3 separate regions of the Sus scrofa genome follow, and all the other regions are linked to region 3. A link is a contact called in public Hi-C data. All regions are on one chromosome and are shown on one strand. The core of a region is the stretch at or near the end of the contact, and the rest is flanking DNA. Distances in the headings are between cores, read along the strand shown.

Region 1 (3,366 bases), core at 266-2,765, 73 kb after region 3:
CAATTCATTATCCCTTATCTTTCTACGCTCCTTCTCTATCCAGAGTCCCTACATTGGACCCATTCTTGCTACATACCTCTTGAAGGTTAAGAACAACTGAGACAGAAAAGGGGGCTGTGCCTTTAAATAACTTGTCTGGCCACTGCCTAAGAGAGAACCCAAAGTATTTTTCTTTTCTTTTTTTTTGCATTTTAGGGCTGTACCTCTGGCATATGGAAGTTCCCAGGCTAGGGGTCTCATTGGAGCTACAGCTGCCAACCTACACCACAGCCACAGCAATGCCAGATTCAAGCCGCATCTGTGACCTACAGTACAGCTGGTGACAATGCCGGATCCTTAACCCACTGAACGAGCCCTGGGATCAAGCCTGCATCCTCATGGATACTAGTTGGGTTCGTTACCGCTGAGCCATAATGGGAACTCCCAAAGTATTTTTCTATTTACTTCTTTGGATTGATCGAGATGGGGCTCCCCTTAGGTTCTTGAACACAGCTGAGTAGGCCATCCAGACACAGGATCACAGGTGAGGCCAGGGAGCCCATCACAGTCTGCTTGGAGCCTGGGTGCAGCAGACTGGACAGATGAGTATTTCTCCTGAAATCAAGGTCGGGCGCCCAGGCCCGGGGCTGTCAGCCTGCCCTGGTTTTGCTCTAGGAGCACCTCATCAATGTCCTGTTGTCCTCCCTGGACACATCCCACTTGCAGGAGACCTGAGGGTGGGGCTGGGAGGGGAAGTGAGTTTGGCTTATTTGCTAAATTGCAGGAAAATTCAGAAGCAATTCAGCAGATTTTATTTTGAGAATTTGGGCCTGCTGACTTTCCCTGTCTCAGACAATAAGCCAGTCCGTGGTGGTGAAAGCAGAACTTCCCCAGGCATCTGTCTGCAGAAGGCTCTCAGGGGTGTCCACGCTCTGAGAGAATTGAATGGTTTTCTGTTTTCCTTTTGATTATCATAGAGACATGATTCTTATACCAGCTGTAATTCATCTCATTGAGTAGTTGAATGACCCTTTAGTAGAAGAAACACTAGTGTCTTATGTAAAGTCTGTCTTAGGTAAAGTTTGTCAAATAGCACAAATTTCTTTTTCTTCTTCCGAACAGAGGGGTACTTGATAACGTGCAGCTCTGCCTCCTATGGCTTTATAGAGGTGGTGAACTCATGGCATTATCTTGGAGCTTAAAAGCTCCTTTTCATCTATTAATTCCCTTATGTTTCGATCACAACCCTGTGCAGTCAGGATTATTAAGTCCCTTTTATCGTGAGGAAACAGAGGCTCCGAGAGGATGAGTGACTTCTGAGGACACAGAGTGATCTGGCCAGAGGGCTGGGGGACCTCATGTTTCTGTAATGGTTTTGGGTTTTCCCATAAGTTCTGCCCTTCCCGTAACACCCCCTGTCTCTAACTCCTTTGAGAGTCCCAACCAAGTTTCAGATCTCTTTGCTATGGAGCAGTGTTTGAAATGGTTAACAGTGAAAGTGGCTAATACTGGTTTTGTTGAGATGGACGTCAATGTCCCATGTTTATCCAGACAAATATTGACTCATACACTCCTGGAAAGTTCATGTCCTGTTCTCACAGAAATGAAAACTTCCTTCATCTGCAGCAGCTAAGCCACAACCCAACCTCCTGTCCCTCCTCCCTATTCTTGCAGGTTCGGCTTTACTGGGCACCATTTATTAAGCATCTGCCATGTTCCAGGCATGGCAGGATCCCTCCTTCTAGCCCTTCCAGCAGCCCTGTGAGGTAGGTGGTTTTGTGCACATTTTACAGGTGAGGCAACTGATGTCCAGAGTGCTCCTGTTATTTAAGATCACATGGTGATGACTAATGAGGCTGGGCTCCAAATCTAGATTCATCTGACTCCAAAGCTGGGTCCACCTGAAAGGTAGTACTACTCTTCCAAACTGGGCTTTGTGTGGGCATTGTCCTCGTCTCAGTCCTGGTCCTTGCCTCATCAGCACGGGGCAGTGGGGGCAGCAGTAGTGGTGGTGGGAGACAATGGGCAGGGAATAGGATGCACCTAGATTTTCTTGGCTTCTGGGCTAGGGTGAAATCTGAGTTGACATCCTGGGTCTGCCTCTTCACAGTGGAGTGATTGTAGGCAAATCAACTCTGAGCCTGTTTCCTCACCTGTAAAATAAGTTCATCAACTACCCGCCTTATGGATCTATTTTGAACATGAAATGGGTGACTGGCCCGTAGTAGGTGCCTGAGAAGCAGTGACAGGTGTTCGCTGTTGGTCACATACTGTCAGGGAGGGGAGAAGGGGTGCTGTGACGATCAGGGCTGTGGCCTGCCACCCCCGCCCACTGCTCAACTTGCACAACTGCCCACTGGCTCATCAGTTCATTCCCTGCCTTCAGGCTTTTGGTCGCCTCTCCACCAAATGACCTGATGAAGACCAGGCTCTCCCCCCTGATATGGTGCCACCCGGTGAGGCCAGCTTTGTGCACCTGCATGGGCTGACTTGACCCTCTCTGTTCCCTGTGCCCCCCCTCATCCAGCTCCAGGCCATTTCCTTCCCATCCCTCAGGCTTCTTTGATCCTAGGCTAGATTTGGGCCCTTCCTCCTGGGCTGAGATTCTTGAGCACCTTCTTTGCAAGAAGCAAATATTCACTTATTTGGCAAACAAAGCTGAATCACAGGCATTGACCCAGGTCCTGGGAACAGAGAGGTAACTCGATGGTTCAGGTGCTCATTCTCTAGTGGGGGAACAAAGTAAATAGTGCATTAAGTATTTGGTCCTTGTTTAATTTCTCATGGTAGTTAGACCTATTAGCATATAAGGGGCGGAGGAAGTAATAAGTACCTCCAGGGCTGCTGTTCTGAGCACATGGTTACCAGCCTCTTGGTTGATTTGATTGATATGAATAGATATGGTCAGAAGGTAAGCTCACAGCTCTGGCACTGCCAGGCCAGCCCCAGTGGGGGTTTAGAGAGGGGTGAGGAGCCCAGGGCCGCCCTCTCCCTTCTATGGCCCTCCTTCCCCCTCCTCCCCCAAGTCCCATTCTGTGATTGAGTCAGCATGCAGGGTTGGCACATTTTTGATCACTTGTAGGGAGGGAAACACACTGGCTTTAGAGCCACACCTTCCTGGGAAAGTCCTATGACCTCCTCCAGCCTCAGTTTCCTCTTCTATAAAATGCTGAAGCCGTAGACTAGACATTCATATGACAGTTGTCTGGAGATCTTTAAAATTCTCCATATGGCTTCATCATCGTTACCAAGTTCTCCTTTATTGACAACAGCCCTAAGGTGAGGCATCTTGTTCTCATTTGACAGATGGGGACATCAGCCACATGCTACCAGAGCACAGAATTTCCCCTGTGTATGCAGGCAGGCACAATTGAGCAACTTAAGTGA
Region 2 (3,852 bases), core at 306-2,805, 66 kb before region 3:
TAAATACGATACCATAGTAAAAATAAAACACTGGCGTAACCAAGAATTGTCACAGTTTCTGTTTTCTCCTGAGTGCAACATATCTAATAAACTAGAACCTAATTTTCGTAAGTCGCTTCACTGAGCCAGTGGGCTCTTGAGAAGAGACTCGTGACTCCAATCTCAAAGTCCTACTGGGCTTTTCTGGACATACTTGCATATTAGCAGGAGACGAAGCTTTAGATTGGACTTGACTTTGCTGGTAGACTTTTAGGCTCTGTGTGGCCAGCAGAGGTGGTATTTAGGGGCAGGCTCGTCCAGACTCTGCCTGAGAAATTCTGTTTCTGAATGCCTTGCAGAAGTTGTTGCTGGGGTCCTGAGCCTTTGCTGGCGTCATGATTTAATGCATCAGAATCTGTGGCTTGCAGGAACTGGCTCTGATGCTGCCGTTCAAAAATGGAATGTGGAGTTGTCAAAAAGAGTCCAAGGTGATGAACGTTGCCACTTTAAGCCTAAGCCTTCTAGAGACAATGATGTGGGTTAGAGCCGCCGGGCCTCCAGGCCACTTCCAGCCCAGAGCAGCGTTCACCAGTAGGTGGATCAGGCCCAGGCATCAGACATTGGAAAAAGGAGCACTTCACACACATATATAAAAAGTTGGTTTTCAGATCCGGCGTTGCCATGAGCTGTGGTATAGGTTGCAGACGCAGCTCGGATCCAGCATTGCTATGGCTCTGGTGTAGACCGGCAGCTACAGCTCCGATTCGACCCCTAGCCTGGGAACCTCCATATGCCGCGGGAGCGGCCCAAGAAATGGCAAAAAAAAAAAAAAAAAAAAAAAAAAGTTGGTTTTCAAAAACATCTCCAGAGTTTTGGCAACAAAAAACAGTGAAAGACGATATTCTAATATTCTATTTAATAAATGTTTTTCCGATATATTTAATTTGAATCCCACACAAGGAGGGCTCCAACATCTTTTGGAATTCAGGGCCTTTCAATGGTTTTAATCTGGCCCTGCCTTATACTGCCTCAGAAACATCTCCTCACATCAGTTCTCCAAATTAACATGCAAAGTCTTCCCCCAGTCTGGAGTTCAGGCCAGAAAGTGAAGGATGCATTGTATTTCTTGCTATATTTCATTTCCTTTTCCCTGTCGTGCACAATGAGTGTGATGGTGTAATTGGTTCCCTGGACTTATTAGAGCAAATCTCTGGGGAGAGGGAGGTCTCCTGGACCACCAGGCCATTAATTTTACATAAGGAAATATATTGTTTTCCTGCCTCTAGTATTGACCCTTGGCCCCATTTTCTGTCCCTGTTATAGGAGGCAAGTCTAAGGGCCGAGGCCTGGAAACGTGAGTGTGGTGACTGAAGCCCCACTTGGCTTCCCAAGCTGGAGCTGGGTTGCACCAGGTTCCCCAGGGTGGAGACCTGAAGCAGCCGCCAGGGGTGTGAGCCCACCCACTGGTCTCTGGGCCTCAGCACGCTGGCCAATGGGAAGCAACAATTTCGAGGTGGGGACTGCCTTCCCCATGAGTACCAGGCTGCAGAGGCTGGGCCACCTTCTCCTCATTTCCATCCTGACTGCAGTCTGTGGCTCTGATTCCACACCTGAGGGTAAGGACAAGTGATTGGAATTCCAGGCTGTAGGTAAAGGTGGCTGTCCCGAAAGGGAACCTGGGGTTGGGGCGTGCTCATGCTTTCCCCATCGTGGCAGGGTGGGGAGGTGATATAGGCAAAACCCTGGCCAGGGCAGCCCTGGTGGAGGCAGACTGGCCTTGGGTTTCTTCCTTAATTTCCCCACGGCTCCTAGAGAAAAGGGAATTGTTCATTGTGATCAGGATGCCTGGAACCATCCTGAATTTTGCCCAATTCACTCTGTGGTGAGATGGCTAACTAAAGAAAATGTTGGGGTCAGTGAAGCAGGAAGCATGGTCCAGCGATAAAGTCCATTTAGATAAGAGGAGCAGGGGATGAATTGCTTCTCCACTTGACCAGGTAGGGCAGAGAAAGGAGCACATGAAGATGCAGCCTGGGGAGACTGAGTTTGGAATTCAACTCTACCACTGGATTCTAGTCAGCAGTGTTTATTGAGCAGATTCAACGGACCAGACTCTGGGTAGGGTTCGTGAGAAACAAAGATGGGTGGGGCCCAGTCATTATCTGTAGCTTTGGGGGTATCTGTAAACATGGGCATGTCTGCACCCATGTGGAGGTACCACACAAGGTGACTGAGATGTTCAAATGAAGTAGAGTGAGCACAGGGCCTGCCATGTACAGGGAGCTCATGCAACATTTTCTTTGTAGCAGACATCCTCTGACAGAACAACTGGATCTGCCCCGCCTTTCCCAAGCCCAATCCTGCTTGTCCCAGGGAGCATTGCACTTGTGGCCTCCTGGTTGTTTGCAGCCATAGATGCAGAGACTGAGTGGGAGGGATTTTAGAGATCAGGCCAGCCCTTGGGTGTCAGGAGATGTGGGTCCCTGCTCTGGAGAATTTTTTTCTTTTTCGTTTTTTTTTTTTTTTCTTTTCTAGGGCCGCACCGGTGGCATACGGAGGTTACCAGGCTAGGGGTCTAATCAGAGCTGTAGCTGCTGGCCTGCAACACAACACCACCAGATCTGAGCCGCGTCTGTGACCTACACCACAGCTCACAGCCACGATGGATCCTTAACCCGCTGAGCGAGGCCAGGGATCGAACCTGCAACCTCATGGTTCCCAGTTGGATTCGTTAACCACTGAGCCATGATGGGAACTCCTGGAGAGGTTTTGGATTTTCAGATCAAGCGTTGCAAGCGGTGCAGCCACCTCGCTCCTGGTAACTCCATCCATTTGGGGTAAGGTTGGCTCATCCTGACAAGGTTGGGGAATAGGGGGGCCTTGATACTGGCAGAATATGCACAAAGAAACATGAGGGTGTCAGCTTTGTTCTGGAAGCTGAGCAGTGGAAAGGGAGCCATGCAGCTTAACTGGCTGTTCTTGCTGCCTCCCTCCCTTAATTCTTGAGGAGTTGTAAAGAGACACAAGACTTGCTTCTTGTCATTTCTAAGGTGGCTCTGAGATCAGGCTGCTCCCCTACTCCTTGTCAAGTTGGAAGACCAGTGGCCCCAGACACTTGGCTGAGGTCAGGAGGTAGAAGCTGTCAATCAGGAGAGACACTGATACCCAAAATGTGGTGGGGGGATGCTCTGCTTAACCAGTTCCTTGAGAACAGGTGTGTGTGTGTGTGGAGAGAGAGTGTTGGGTGCGGGGCTGCCAAGTGAAAGCGTTCAGGTAATGCTCCTAGGATTTGGGAAGAGCCTAGTTGATTCCTGGTTCTGTCATTTATCATTAGATTGCACCGTGTGAAATTGCCCATATTTTATCATTTTTGACCTTAAAAACCAGCCATGTCATTTCATTCAACCCAAGAGTCTCATGACCTTAAGCCGGCATCTTGGTCTCTTGAAATCTCAGATTCTTCTATTTAGTGGAGTCAAAAGCAAGGCTATGAGGATTTCCCATTGTGGCTCAGTGGGTTAAGGACCCGATGTTGTCTCTGTGAGGTTTGGGGTTTGATCCCTGGCCTTGCTCAGTGGGTTAAGGATCCCACAATTTCATGAGCTGTGGTATAGGTAATGGATGTGGCTCAGATCTGGCATTGCTGTGGCTATTGAAAGGATGGCAGCTGCCGCTCTGATTCAACCCCTAGCTTGGGAACTTCCATATGCAGCAAGTGTGGCCCTAGAAAGAAAGAAAGAAAAAAAAAAAAAAAGCAGGGCTATGAGGAGAATTAAATAAAATATGGTTTGAAACTGCCTTATGCAGTTTGTACTCCAAAGTACCCTCACCGGAGTTCCCATCATGGTGCAGCAGAAATGAATCTGACTAGGT
Region 3 (3,647 bases), core at 230-2,729:
GAAGCCTCTCCCCTGTTTCTTGTTCTTGGTTCCTAAGTAGGGTGGACACAGAGTGATGCTGAGAAGGGAAATGAGGATTTTTAATGAATGTGGAAAAGGGTTCCAGTTCTGGCTCTTCCACTTCCAAGTGACTTCAATTTCCTCATCCATAAAATGGGGCAAAGGCCATCACCTATCTTATGATGAGGAGAGACAATATAGTAAGCAAAGAGCGTTTGCTCCCCAGATGGTAGCCATCATTTGTGCATCCTTTTTCCATTCCCTCTGTCATTGCCACTGCTCCGATTATATCTTCTCTGATGTCAGCTTCCAAACTGGTCTCTGTGCTCTGTACTTGCCGTCTCCGATTCTGCCATCCATTTCCAGGATGCTTGCTGTCAGAGAAATCAATGTAAAACAAAGAGTTATGTCATGCCCCTGCACAATTTTCTCAGCAGGAAGTCAGTATAGCACCCTCCCAGAAATAGTCTTAAGAGTTCGACAGTTTCCATGCGTTAACTCATACATCTTACTGTTATGAGCTCCTTCTCTATGCCAGACATACAGACTGAGGAGTGTACTCAAGAGAGTGTAGCTAGTTGGTCATAGAGATTTGAATTCACTCTGCTTGTCACCCTCTCCAACTGGAGCTCTTTGCTCAGAGCATCCTCAGCAGTTGAAAAGCACCAGCAGCAACAGCTGGAGGGGGCCAGGATCTGGGGTAAGGGAAGCAGTGTTTGGAAGGATGTTGGGAATAAGGTGAGGATGCCACCTCCCTTTTTCCAGGATGGTGGTAGGAGAGGAAAACTCGATTTGGAAAGTTCTGTATCTGGGCTTCAAGCACTCTAGTGTGTACCAGACTTGGTGTTCCTAGAGGGCCCAGACAAACTTCCACTCTCCCTGTCCCCCCACCCCCCACTCCTTCCCTCCAACTTCAGAGTTGGAGCCAAGTGGGTCCTCGGTAGACTTCTGGGAGATGACTATTGCCTCTGGTAGTCACATCTCCTCTAAGGGCTCTGCAGTGGTGGCCAAAGGCCACTCCTCGCCCTCCTAGAGGACAGTTTTCTGCTTTAGGGAAGTGGCCCCTGTGTCACCAGGGATGGTCAGTGTGTGGCAATGACACTTGCTCAATGAGTGGTTTCCACTTGCTTTCTCCCAGCAGCTCTAGATTAATCCCCGTGAAAAAAGGAAACTTGCTCCCTTTCCCACCACACCTGAGACCTCCTGCTCACCAGCCTGCAGACAGCTTGGGGTGGAAATCTCCATGGGTAGGGACGGGCCGGTCCTTCTTGATCCTTCTGTATCAGGGGTGTTCAAGTGTGCCCAACGTTGTTGGGAGGTTCTTGCCCTATCCTGTGAAATAGATTCTGCTGTTTCATATCCTACATAAGAAGACTTCGAGGCTTCAGAGAGGTTAAGGGGCGTGGTCAGGATCACGCAGCCAGTCATTAGCAGAGGCAAGATTTATAGTCCAGCTTGCTAGGACCCAAAGCCTGAGAGTGTTGGATTCCACCCTCCCGGACCTGTGGGGCTGGGATAGGAGCAGCATTTTGGGACTTTGCTCCTCCCCCTTGGCCCTCGGCCCGCCCTCCTGGGAAGGGGGCGGTGAAGTAGGATCCAAGCTTCACTCGGGGGTTAGGCGCGCCTCCTAACCAGGCACCCCTAATCCTAAGGCCCCCTTGCTAGCTACGTCTGGAGGGCTGGGCGGGTTTGGGGCCGGTGGGGCGCGGGATCCACCCGGTCTTCTCGACTATTTGCATAGCTGAGACCGCTCGTTTCCCCCGCCCCTTCGCCTCCACTCCTCTTCCCTCCTTCCCGCATCCCCTCCACGCCTCATCCCCTGTTCCCCGCTCCTCCCCAGCAGACCCTTCTTCTGGGACTCCCCCGGGGGGGCTCCCAGCTCCCCGGCTCTCCCGCCGCCGCTGAGCGCGGAGTCCGGAGACATCCGGGGGAGGGGAGTCCTGGGCTGGGCCGGGCTGGGGAAGACGCCGGGGCACAGCCCAGCTCTAACAAAGGGAACTGGCTGCCTGCTGGCTGGGGCGCGGAGCGGGCGGAGCAGCCGCAGCTTCGGCAGCCGAGAACGCAGCGAGTGAGTAGGGCTGCGGAGGGCGGCGGCGTGGCCCGGGCCCCCTGGGAGGAGTGGAGCGAAAGGGCGCAAGACGCGAGTGGAGAGGCGGGGCCCCCGGCTCGCCTAGGGCTTAGAGTGTCCGTGTCCAGCACCCCTCAGCCCCCTTCGCCGCGCGGACCTGCCACCTTTTGGCTGGGGGCATTTGTGTATTAATCTGGGCCGGAGGGCCGTCCTGGCTTCTCCCCAGCTCCACGAGCCCGAAGACCCACAACAAACCCACGTGCGCACGGCCCCAGGGAACCCCGCTCTCTCCATTGCACCGTCAACATGGGAGCGGATGCTTCAGATCTCGCCTACTAGATTTACAGAAGGAGAAACTGAGGGCTGCGGCGGGGGTGGGGGCATAGGCACCACAACAAACGCACGTGCGCCCTGCCCTGGGATCCCCGCGCACCGCAAACCCTTCGGAACCCGGCCGTTGTCTCAGCTGCTGGGGAGGGTGCGGCGCCGGGGACGCCACTTGCTGGAGGAGGACGACAGACACGTTTAAAAGGTACTACTTGGGCATCAGACCAAACTGCCAGACTTAAAAAGGGAAATGCGAAAGGAGAAGAAACACAAAGATTACCCCAGGCCAAGAGTGCGTCCCCGGCCGCGGTGCATAACCTGATGTGACCTGGACCACTCTTCTCTTCCACCTCACGAAGGTTTCTTAGGGATGGGGGTTGAATTAAGGGTTTATGGGTTTCCTTCCAAAGAAAAAGATCATGCCTAGCGCACCATTGTCCCTGCACTGTCTCTGTTGGGGACGGCGAGCGCCCCCTCAGCCTGGAGAAAGAACAGTCCGATTTAAACCGTGCCCAGCGCAGTCCCGGGTTTCGCTTGCGCTTTGCCTTGTAGGTCGGTGTGTCTAGCCAGCCCCGGTGTCATTGGCCCCTTTGAGGTGGTTGTGTTTTTAGAAGCAAGGCCAGCCAAGGCCTCTTGTTCTAGGTGAGGACGCTATTATTTTCAGTTTATTTATCCGAGTATCCGAGTTTATTTAAGAGGAATTCCGAGATCTGGAAAGAGAGGCCTCTTGTTTTGCTTTTTCTTTGCCTACGTACGCTCAGCTCAGCTTTGCAGATTTTAGTTCCTCAAACCTGTTCAGGCAGCAGTGAGATGGTTGGGCAGGGGGAGGGGGGCATGCATTTGCCCCTCAGGTGATGGTGTGAAGGAAGCCAGTCAGGTTTGGGTAATGGGTGGTGTGCACACGAACGGAGGCACCGCCGACTGACCGTGCTTGTGGTCCGGGCTGCAGTTTCACCTTGGCCAGCAGCTCTGAAGATTAACCTGTCTCCTAGCTACACTTGTCAGGGGTGCGGGCGGGGGGGTGTTGGTGGGCACTGGAAAGCCCCCAGCCCTGCACCGCGGTTATTGGGAGTCTAGACAGAGGGCATCCAGTGAAACCTTTTCTGTACAAGCAAGGAAACAATAGGAAGTCGGGAGAATTCAGCTCCTAGTCCAAATTTAAACCTAGTGAAATCCGACAGCGAAAGAGGACTTGGGTCTGGGTCCTCCAACTCCCACGTGGGTATACTGCCTTGCTCACCACTAAAGGCAG

Evidence for each region. Hi-C and Micro-C count contacts between places; a contact is called where the count stands out from the background.
Region 1: a Hi-C map of liver shows a contact between it and region 3, with 2.8 times the contacts expected there. The contact joins the enhancer-like site here to the promoter of ST6GAL1 in region 3. A contact is called at or near these places in 1 of 5 promoter capture datasets (liver), 6 of 47 Hi-C or Micro-C datasets (embryonic fibroblasts, epiblast stem cells, liver and 1 more) and 1 of 2 datasets of contacts at active chromatin or transcription factors (alveolar macrophages).
Region 2: a Hi-C map of liver shows a contact between it and region 3, with 3 times the contacts expected there. The contact joins the promoter of ADIPOQ here to the promoter of ST6GAL1 in region 3. A contact is called at or near these places in 2 of 5 promoter capture datasets (fetal liver and liver), 22 of 47 Hi-C or Micro-C datasets (alveolar macrophages, blood, embryonic fibroblasts and 9 more) and 2 of 2 datasets of contacts at active chromatin or transcription factors (alveolar macrophages and skeletal muscle).

Annotation. Positions count from the first base shown.
Region 1 is chr13:124,771,561-124,774,926 of Sscrofa11.1, forward strand. All of the region lies in intron 2 of ST6GAL1 (beta-galactoside alpha-2,6-sialyltransferase 1), which reads left to right. Among named protein-coding and RNA genes, the nearest start is that of ST6GAL1, 74 kb to the left of the region's middle. Within about 2 kb of position 1,516, at least 8 of the 83 cell types and tissues checked have an H3K27ac peak or open chromatin away from gene starts, as enhancers often do. A contact at or near this core is called in liver, where this site is marked.
Region 2 is chr13:124,632,351-124,636,202 of Sscrofa11.1, forward strand. It overlaps ADIPOQ (adiponectin, C1Q and collagen domain containing), which reads left to right and starts at 1,556. Exons shown (of 4, transcript NM_214370.1): 1 at 1,556-1,595.
Region 3 is chr13:124,698,143-124,701,789 of Sscrofa11.1, forward strand. ST6GAL1 (beta-galactoside alpha-2,6-sialyltransferase 1) reads left to right here and starts at 1,480. Exons shown (of 7, transcript XM_021070037.1): 1 at 1,480-2,068. It overlaps LOC102158991 (a long non-coding RNA gene), which reads right to left and starts at 2,857. Exons shown (of 4, transcript XR_307085.3): 1 at 2,676-2,857; 2 at 1,194-1,332; 3 at 1-374.